2 separate regions of the Ostrinia nubilalis genome follow, and region 2 is linked to region 1. The links are chromatin contacts, called in public Hi-C maps. All regions are on one chromosome and are shown on one strand. The core of a region is the stretch at or near the end of the contact, and the rest is flanking DNA. Distances in the headings are between cores, read along the strand shown.

What was found. Hi-C and Micro-C count contacts between places; a contact is called where the count stands out from the background.
Region 2: a Hi-C map of whole body shows a contact between it and region 1, with 6 times the contacts expected there. The contact joins the promoter of LOC135077175 here to the promoter of LOC135077561 in region 1. A contact is called at or near these places in 2 of 5 Hi-C or Micro-C datasets (both in whole body).

The regions. Positions count from the first base shown.
Region 1 is chr13:8,625,731-8,630,843 of ilOstNubi1.1, reverse strand. LOC135077561 (17S U2 SnRNP complex component HTATSF1-like) reads left to right here and starts at 1,774. Exons shown (of 4, transcript XM_063972109.1): 1 at 1,774-2,018; 2 at 2,347-2,589; 3 at 2,935-3,099; 4 at 3,188-3,468. The coding sequence starts at 1,905. The coding sequence ends at 3,325. It overlaps LOC135077562 (gamma-aminobutyric acid receptor-associated protein), which reads right to left and starts at 1,475. Exons shown (of 1, transcript XM_063972110.1): 1 at 694-1,475. The coding sequence starts at 1,325. The coding sequence ends at 969.
Region 2 is chr13:8,815,210-8,820,365 of ilOstNubi1.1, reverse strand. It overlaps LOC135077175, which reads right to left and starts at 3,610. Exons shown (of 3, transcript XM_063971723.1): 1 at 3,364-3,610; 2 at 3,068-3,280; 3 at 2,573-2,984. The coding sequence starts at 3,466. The coding sequence ends at 2,797. It overlaps LOC135077253 (vacuolar protein sorting-associated protein 8 homolog), which reads left to right and starts at 4,078. Exons shown (of 13, transcript XM_063971791.1): 1 at 4,078-4,301. The coding sequence starts at 4,212. LOC135077580 (leukocyte receptor cluster member 8 homolog) reads left to right here. Exons shown (of 5, transcript XM_063972131.1): 5 at 1-157.

The sequences.
Region 1 (5,113 bases), core at 525-3,024:
CCCTAGTCTTAGGGTTCAAAATCATGTTATTTTTTACTTTTTTTTAAAGGGCCACCCTTGATATGCCCAAGCCTCGGCAGGTTAAAAGCGCGACCTCGTGCCATGGCACATGGCACCTTGGGTTGATAAAACTCGTTAATTCGGTCATGTCTTTTCTGTGAAGCCAAGGTAGCTGCTGGCTACGAAAGAAGCGTTGCGTCGCCTGCATATGCAGCAACTTGTTTTCCTTCTTTTCCATTCTATGTACTCTTTGACTATCTTTAGACATAGTACTCTCTCATTGTTCATAAAATGAAAAAAAAAATACATCTTCAGGATCAGTCATAGGTAGATACACAGAGCACGTATGGGTAGATAAAAGAAAATAATGAGAATATACTGCTTGTAGTTTGATGAGATTTTCCTTTAACCCTTAATTTGCATACTTGTCTACCTATTTACATTGCGCAATATTTAATTACCTGAAAACAATGTTGTTTTCCATAATTTGGCAGTTCAAGTAGATAGGTAAGTATTTAAAAAATAAACCTAGTTCATAATAATGTGTGATTAATTACTTAGGTGTTGTTATCTGTAAGAATGCCATAGCAAATGTAATAGTACCTGTTTAAACAGATGTTTAGAATGTAGGTACCTATCACCCAAAATTTTCATTGATTTTAGGAACAAACGTAAAAAAATAAAAGAAGTAAATGTGTTTTTATGTTTATTATTTAATACAGAAATAATCACACTCCTAAACCAAACAAAGAGATTAAAACATTGCAATATTATCTTCACATATTTGTTTTTTTAAATTTAATCATCATTGATTTTACAAAGTCGTAAGTGGAATTGCAAATTAAAAATAATTATCACCATTGTAACATAATACATCGATCATTAAACTAAACCTTAAAACTAAAGTGTCACCATAAGGTAATTAGTATAGTAATTTTAGATATAATAATGGTAATAAAATTGTGGAATTAGAAAGATCCATACACGTTTTCATCAGAGAAAGCTATGTAAAGGAAAAAATCTTCGTCATGATGTTCCTGGTAGAGCGATCCCATGGTGGCGGACGTCGGAGGAATAACATTGTTCACAAAAAAGAACAGCGCGTCCTCGGGTCGCAAGTGAATGCGCTTCCTGATCAGGAAGTAAAACTGACCAACAGTTAGATCAGACGGCACCAAATACTTCTTTTTGTCGAGGTCCCCCAATCTAGCCTTCGGGGCTTTCTCAACAATGACAGGAACACGGTCAGGATACTTCCTGCGTATCTTCTCTCCTTCAGTCTTCCTTTTCTCGAAAGAATGTTCTTCTTTATATTGGAATTTCATTTTGATTTTTTAAACACTCGGTAATTTCCAAAATGAACAATAGCACAAGAATGGAGATACTGCGACTTGTTTTTTGTTTTTGCGTTATTGTCTATAAATCCAATGACGCAATCAGCTGATATGACAATGCAAGCAAGGAAATGAGCTTGCGTGCTTGTAGCAGGTACCAAAGATATGATAATGCGTGGTTAGATCTTTTGACGGCGATGCTAGCGACCCCCTAAAATGTTTTTGTTACTCACTTACTTGTTTAGCTACACGGTAAAGAACATTAATAATTTAGCTCTTTTTGTTGTGCGTGTTAAACTTAAAGAAAGCCAAAAAAGGCAAGAATGATAAAGAGCAAAATATTTGATAAAAAAGAAACTAGTAAACGATACGATCATGATACGACTCCATGTTTAAATGTCAAGCTACAATTGTCTACAGTCGACTTCGTTTTTGTCTATGCTTAATCCGTTGCTTGCTTTTTCTCGTTCGTTGAATGGGCTTGTTTTTCATATTCTCCTACCTTGTAATTACAAACGGCGTGGGTTTTGCACCATTTCATCTTACTAGAATATTATAAGAGTTTCAAACATGCGTAAACGTAAGTCATTGAAGAAAGATGACGAATCCGATGGATCAGACGGAGGAGTGGAACCAGAAGAGTTCCAAGATTCAGGAGAAGATTGGACGCCGGATGCCGATTCGGTAATACCTAATTTATGTTTGTTTCTGTGAATTTTTAATACGTTGCTTCTCGATTTATTGGTTATTAATGGTTAACTGGATAGTTAAATAAAGCTATTTGTTATCAATAATTATTTTTCAAAATAATTCCCTAAAAGTAGGCACAGAGGTTATGAAAGTAGTGATTGTACTGTACTGCGTTATTCATAGATTAGGTACCTTAATAGCTTTTCTCATTGTCTTGCATACCCTAAATTAAAATAATAATCATTTACTATGTGGACAGATGTTGTCACTTTGTAACATTGTTATGATTCAAAATAATAAAATACATTAATATGGTTTGCAGAATGAACAGCCAGCTAGGGCAGGGCGGAAGCGTACATCTAAGGGATCCCTAAACAACTCTAAAAAGAAGCGCAAAAATGACGAATCATCCGAGGAGAGTGAAGGTGAAGGAGAGGAGGATGAGGAGGGGGAGGACGACGAGGGCGAGCTGGACGAGGAGGAGGGCTCGGACGAGGAGAAGAATGGATCAGACGGAAACAAATCTGACTCCAGCCAATCTAAAGATGTACCAAAGCATTTCCATGTAAGTTTATTTATCCATTTAACAAAAGACAGCTATAAAGAGCATAGTATTACAATATAATAATACTACTGAGGCCACTGATATTCAACAGTGAAGACTACACCAATAGACTTAAATATCTTTACCAAGGTAAAGCTTAAGTCATATTATATACCTATGAAAAAATAATAACATTCAAATAAATTAGGTATGTTATTAGTAGAAGCATAATAGGCAATAATATATGGTTTCAGTTATAAAATAACCCTCCTTTTGCTTTGCCGTAGTCGGGTAATAATATATTTTTTGCAAAAATTTTTGTGTGCATTACAATATTAATGTTAAAACGTTTTTCATTTATTCCAGTCTGGAAATTTTGTATTGTTGAAGTCTGATGTTAAATGGGATGGAGACACAGTAATATCAAAACTGGATGAACTAAACTTGTGGAAAATTGATGGAAAAGCATTACTCCAGAAATTTATTCCCATGGAATCTAATGGAAAAATTTTACACAAGTGCACCTGTGTGGTATGGTTCTTTTACCTAACTTACATTTTATATTTTAGAAATATTTTTCTATGCAATGAAGTAATTAATTACATTAATTTTGTTTCAGTATTCTGGATGGAATGTCGACAACAGAGAAAATTATTACCCTATTACTGAAATTTTGGATAGGAATCCACGCACAGAGTCTAAGGAAATATGTGTAGCTCTAGATCTTAATGATCTTATCAAAGTAAGGGATAAGTAACTTCATGGTGTTTTTACTTAATTCAATTAGATAAGTGGAAATAAATTTATCAAATAAAAGTTTCCTTTGGCACTTCATTCCAGTTTACTTTATGTAATTCAAACATTTTATATAAAATGGGGATTAAATGAATGTTCAGTACACTAAGTAGTATTAATTAACAGCTTTTGTGTATCTTTTTCCTCTGAATCTATTTAGAGTAGTTTATCAATTTGCCATTTTGTGCAATCTAGCTTTTAATTTTGTAGGTCTTTGACATCAACTACAATAGTAGCTGAAAAACACCTAACACCTTAGATGTATTAATCTATGCATAACACAATTCTAATTTATTGTTGTAATCTGTTCCTAGAAGCTCCATTTAAGACCCAGTATCTCCAGCTCCCAAAAGAGTTCCAAAATTATTTAGTTTGAATAACATTTATTTATCCTACTAATATTATAAATGCGAAAGTTTGTAAGGATGTAATTGTATGTTTACTCTTTCATGCCAAAACTACTCAACGGATTTTGATGAAACTACAGTAGGTAATCAGAACATTTAAAAGCTTTAATTTAAAACATAACGATCTGTGACAAACTGAATGAGGGCTATCGTTTTAGCGCCCACCAGTTGGCGCCACTGTAGAGTAAGGTCCTGTCACTTGCTAGTCGCGAAGACAGTGGCGCCAACTTCTGAGCTCTAAAGTGGTACGAGGACTATCGCATTTGCACTCATCAAGATGGCGCCACTGTAGAGTAAGGTCCTGTCAATCGCCAGGGGTGCCAACTGTTAAGTATAAAAACGATAGCCCTCATTACACGCGGGCGAGCTAGTTTTTAAAATAATAAATGTTGGCTGACAGAAAAGCAATTTAGTAGGTAATCACTTATAGTTTCCACCCTGAATATAGTTCAATAGGTTTGGACTGCACTTTCCCGAGGGTTGGTAGTTCGTTCAACTCGTCACTCGCCGCGCTGGACTATGGTGGTGTATCTCTACTTAATCTGTGGAACGCACTAAAGCTACTCGAGGCGTACTTGCAGCTCAATCGAGTCAACTGCGCACCTGGCAGCCGTGACTTCACATTGATGCTCCCTGGTACGGACGGGGAGATGTGCGAGGGAGTCACATTCCAGCGAGGTGCGCAAATAACTCGATCGGGTTGTATTGTACGGCGCAAGTACGCACACCGAAGTATGGGCGACCCCCGCGAGGAGGAAGGAGAAAGTAACCGAGATGGTGTTCACATCACACTATTAATAAAATTACGTCTTGGCCAACTTCCCGCATAGCAGCTACAACTTGACTTACTATTCAGAACCGCTGGCGCTACTAGCGCCATCTGCGAAATGCTTTGTATGTGGGATGTTACGCGCACTCAAACCGGTCTTTCAAGACCCAATTCATGCTGCTATTTTCTTTCTTCTTGTGACATGACGGCTGTAGTAAGGTAACGTAACTGTAGACCTTGAAATAGAACTCGATTTTAGGTACATGGCGCTTAACTGAGTTGGTTCTGTTGTAGTACGTGCATGCAGCATAATGTGCTATCGTACTGTAAATAACTACACTTAATGTATGATGAAGTACTTAGGTACTTCATCCAAAAGTCTCGTGACAGATCTATTAAGTCTCATCACCCCTCCTGCATCGTTACACTACTGCAGACGGGAACCGTCACCGTCCCCTACTCAGTTGCACTATGCCCGTTACATGAAGTTGGAAAACAGCTTTCTATAACTAAATGATTGAATGCACCTGGACGTCTTTTGGCTTATGGATGAGTATTCGGGATTGAATTAAAG
Region 2 (5,156 bases), core at 2,361-4,860, 190 kb before region 1:
ACAATTTTTATGTGTTATTATATGAACTCTCTTATTTCTTCAGAAGATGTAAATATATACCAGTTGTAAATGTTCATTTTAGTACTATTTTAGTTGCATGTAATTATTATTATACACAAATTGTAATAATTAGTGTTAATATAAATCATTTTTTAAAGATGTTGTTCTTATTTCTTTATCAAAATTAAATTCTAAAAAGGGACACACAATAACATTATTTAAAAATATCATAGATCATCTCGTGGCGAAAAATGGAACTAATATACATGAAAGAAGAACGGTCATCTGTGACCCAGACCCGATAGAAACGAGACATTACCTCAGTTTTTTTGTTAGTTCTTAAAGTTAAATTATACAGGCTGTCTCAAAAAGTAGTGTCAAGCCGAAGCCCAGAGTTAATAGAGCATCACACTAGGGCTAACTATTCAAATCCCCCACGTATGTTCCGCGATTTTTGATAGTTTTCGAGTTATGATTGTTTTTTTCTATGCTTAGGCACTTTTTTGGTCACTGTGGCGCAAATAGGTGTGCGTCAGAATGGGACGGTCACTACCACCCATATTTTACATCGAAACAAATATTGAAAGTTGCTTCCCAGTTGGTACTAATCGTTAAATAGGTGTTTCCTTCGATTTAAAGAAAATAATCTACTTTCTTAGGTGACGCGCCATCCTAGCATCAGAATGGCTGGTCACCTATCCAGCGAGAACAAACTGCGCTAGTTAAAAGAGTTTATTTTAACCAACAGTTGCTACTAACTGCTACCTTCATTCTGTTGGCGTTGAGATATCGAAAAAGTAAATACATAATTACTTTTTAGCCTTAAAAGCTATTGAGCTCCTAGACGTGGTATATGAAGGTAGCAGTTAGTAGCAACTGTTGGTAAAAAACAAACTCTTTTAACTAGCGCAGTTTGTTCTCGCTGGATAGGTGACCAGCCATTCTGATGCTAGGATGGCGCGTCACCTAAGAAAGTAGATTATTTTTCTTTAAATCGAGGGTAGCAACTGGGAAGCAACTTTCAATATTTATTTCGATGTAAAATATGGGTAGTGACCGTCCATTCTGACGCACACGCAAATAGTCAAATTACCTACATGCCTAATTTTTTATTATTATTAGATTAATACTAGGCCTACCTAATTCAGAAGTAGGTATTTACATCCAAAACACGAATGTAAACTAAAATCCTGTATGTTGTAAGTAAAGAAAAAACAACGAAAGCTATCAAAAGTCACGGTGTACGAACATATTTCCAACTTCTCGTTTTTTTTTTTATCCGAATCGCGCTTTCTTGTCCCAATTTTTAGAAAAAGTGGTGTGACTGAGTCTGACAATGCTACTCGCGTGAAGGGTGGTGCAGTTGTTGTACCACCCATTTCATTGAAAGATAAATTAACTGAAATTAGGTAGGTAAATGATAGATTATTTGTAACATGGATAAGTATTTATTTTTTTCTTAACATAATGAAGGTACATAATTACATCTTTTTCAGTTATTTCAAATAATATATATGGGTCATTCCATGAAAATCTGTATATTTTCGACGTCATTTTGTCCTAAACTTTTTTAAGATGCTTTTGAATACTTTATTAGTGTAAATTATAGTTTATTTGGTGTAATATACGTTTAAATAGATTATTCGTTAATTAAAACAAAGGATCAAGTTGATGTTTCTATAAATATAGGTTCCAAAACACAAACTTTTGGAGTACGGACATGCCTAGGGAATGACGTTATGGGTTATTTAAAAGGAAAATAAGATGTTTTAAAGATAGTTTTAAAAAATATAAATGGGTGATGAATAAAACACATTGCGAGCTGTTATTTAACAATTTTGGAATAAAATATTAACAAATATTTCATGTGAAATGTGGCGCGGACTAAGAGTTGACATATTTTTGTGGAATGACCCATATATTTTTAATAATACTTAATAAACAATATAATTCTAACATTAAATCAAAGTAAAGGGGGTTTTTGCTTAAAATTAAATGATCCATTTAAAATGTATAGTAGGTACACTTATAGGCTATCACATGACATTATGGCATTGCTGACCTTAAGTTAACACCATTCAGTCCTTTGTCACACACACTCATATTAATAACAGACCAAACACCGAGATTCAAGACGCAATGTACATTTAAAGTAATTGTAATTTTTTTCTAAATGTTACTTTTGCATTAAATTAATTAAACATAATATAGGTACTTATCATTTTCAGATCCTTTAGTCTTATTAGGTCACAGTAGGTAATTTATTTTAACAAGGTTTGCTCACTGCTGGACCAGTACTAAAATTATAGGCTTTATTAGCATTTGATAGTAAAGCCTAGACTGTTTGTATTATTTGTTTTCTTCTATTACCATATCTAGCAGTCATTAATTACCCATTACGTAATATACAAGATGTCCCAAATACAATGGATAACCATGCAACCATTCATAGGCCTCATGATCTCTAATATAAAATTTTGACCTTAGTAGAAATATCAGTTTTCAAGATTTTTTAGAAAATTGCCACCTGAAATTAGTTTTTCTCATGCAATTCAACAAACTAGGTAAAGTATTATAAAAAGAAGTAGAAAAAAAGAAAAATGTAATTCATTGTCTTAAATTGCAATAGCAGGTGGCAATTTTCTAAAAATTTAAAAATCTTGAAAACCTTATAGTATTAACAGGTCAAAATTTTATAATTGAGAGACCATACTGAGGCTTATTGATGGTACAAGGTTATCCATTATTTTTAGAACATCCTATATCACAATAAACACATTTTAATGACAACTTAGCTTAAAAATGTGGTAAACAAACTTTACCAGCAAATAACTCTGATATCACAGTTATCCACAAAGAAAGAACAAATAATATATATGATATCCCAACTTGATGACTGTTAGGAAGCTGGTATGGTTGGCCACCAATTTCATCAACATGAAAGCCCATTGGAAATATTACAGCTGCCAAACAAAACACCACCACTGAAAAGAATGTACCAATCAATTAGACTCATGTAAAATTATTGAAATAAAGGAATTACCTATGTTACAAAATGATTTCATACTTGCTGCAAATCCCACCCATCTTGCATAAGGAATCACATTACGATCAAAATGACTTGAAGCCAGCAATATAACAGTTGTAGTTATACATATACAGCCAATAAATATACAGATCAAAGCAAGTAACCACTCTGGTTGTAGATCTGGAGTGAAACAAACTTGTGGTCTGTTGTACAGTGTTATGCATGACCACATTAAACCAAGACGGGTATCACCTAAAAAAACAAACAATCATTAGTCATTAAGATGGGAAAGTTACAAAGAACAAAAATATCACAATCTCGGCTAGTATAAATACCTCCAACATCGGTGATTATCCAGTCGGGCATAGCTAGGCTTACAATAGCAAAAACATCGGCTGCCATAAATAGGGTTCCAGATATTACAGTGAGTTTGTCCATTTTTAGGGTGTTACAAATCAAAAATTTGGTCAGAGGGAAGGTTAAAGAATATTCAACATTATTATTGGTAACGATTCTTCCAGATAATCGTATCACAAATCCCAAAAGCCTTGTTAACAATAGAAGGAAATCGCAGAAGCCAAGGATCTGTCCGTCAATATTCCGTATTTCCGTCATTTACCAAATGTCATTAATGTCATGTGTGTCAAGCAACTTTTATTTTTTAATCGATTATCAGGCCAAGGTCAACGACTATACTGCGCGCAAAATGATGTTACAACTAGTACTATCGGCCACATTTCCGGTCATGTCGTCTCGTTCTATCGCAAAGAATCACCATTTGGTGAGAGCGAGAAAAAAAACGGAAATGGGTAGCTGTGGCCCGCGTATATACACTATTGTCTTTACCTTTTTACATTATCTTTGTTAATATCAATATGTGATACAATATGAACTGTGATACGATCATAGTACGATTTGATACGATAGTGTTAATGATATTACTAACAAGTTTGACATATTTGACATAATAAAACGATCGGCAAAATAATAATGAACTGACTGATCATCGGAATTCGGACAAAATTGAGTTTTTATTTAATAAAATAAGTTTAACTGTGTATGTTACTTTTCAGTGTTAGTTCAATAAATTATATTCTTAAATATTTTACTAGTTTTATGAACAATTAGTACAAATAGGCAGGAAACTGTTGATAAATTACATTATTCCTTTGATAGTGTCATTATGGATTTGTTAAAAACACCCTCTATACAATCTTTATTAGATTCCGATTTAGAATCAGTTGAGAGTCTTCAATATCTGGATATCGAAGAAGTAAGTATTATCATAGTAACTTACAGAACTCAAGTGTATGTAGCAAGTAAAAACTATGACTGATCCGCCCCCAATGGTTAACTAAATAGAATAAAAGGTCCGGGAGTACCAAAGGGGGTCCATTAAAATAACACTTAATTATTTTTTTTCGAAAATAGCAAATAACATAGTGATCAAAAAAAGATAGACTGATTTTTAAAAAAAAATTAGGTTTTCTGACACTTAGAAAAATTTTGACGACTTTAGTATGGAGTTTAGACAGCCGAATTTTCGAGCGTAATTTGTATGGAGCTGGGACTTGTAATATTTTTCGCTTTTCACTTAGTGTAGCAAGGGGGGTCTGAGAACATATCTTCTCATTTTATTTTCAACAAATTACTTCACAATAAACAATTTGGTTTTACCAAAGGTAGAAGTACTACTGACGCTGGAGTAGCACTACTGAAACACGTCTTTGATGCTTGGGAGAGTAAAAAAGACGCTGTTGGTATTTTTTGTGACCTTTCAAAAGCGTTTGATTGTGTAGACCACCAAACCTTACTAAAAAAATTGCGACATTATGGTGTTTCGGATGAGGCACTTGATCTGTTGAACTCGTATCTCACAGGCAGAAAGCAAAAAGTTTGTATTAATGGAACTGAGTCTTCTGGAGCACCTCTTACCATGGGTGTGCCGCAGGGATCGATATTGGGACCTTTGCTATTTCTTATTTATATTAATGACCTTCCCTACTTTGTAAAAGATCTATGTGATATTGTGTTATTTGCTGATGACACATCTCTCATTTTCAAAGTTGATAGAGGTAAAGTAAACCTTGATGATATAAATGACACACTCTCACAGGTTTTGCATTTT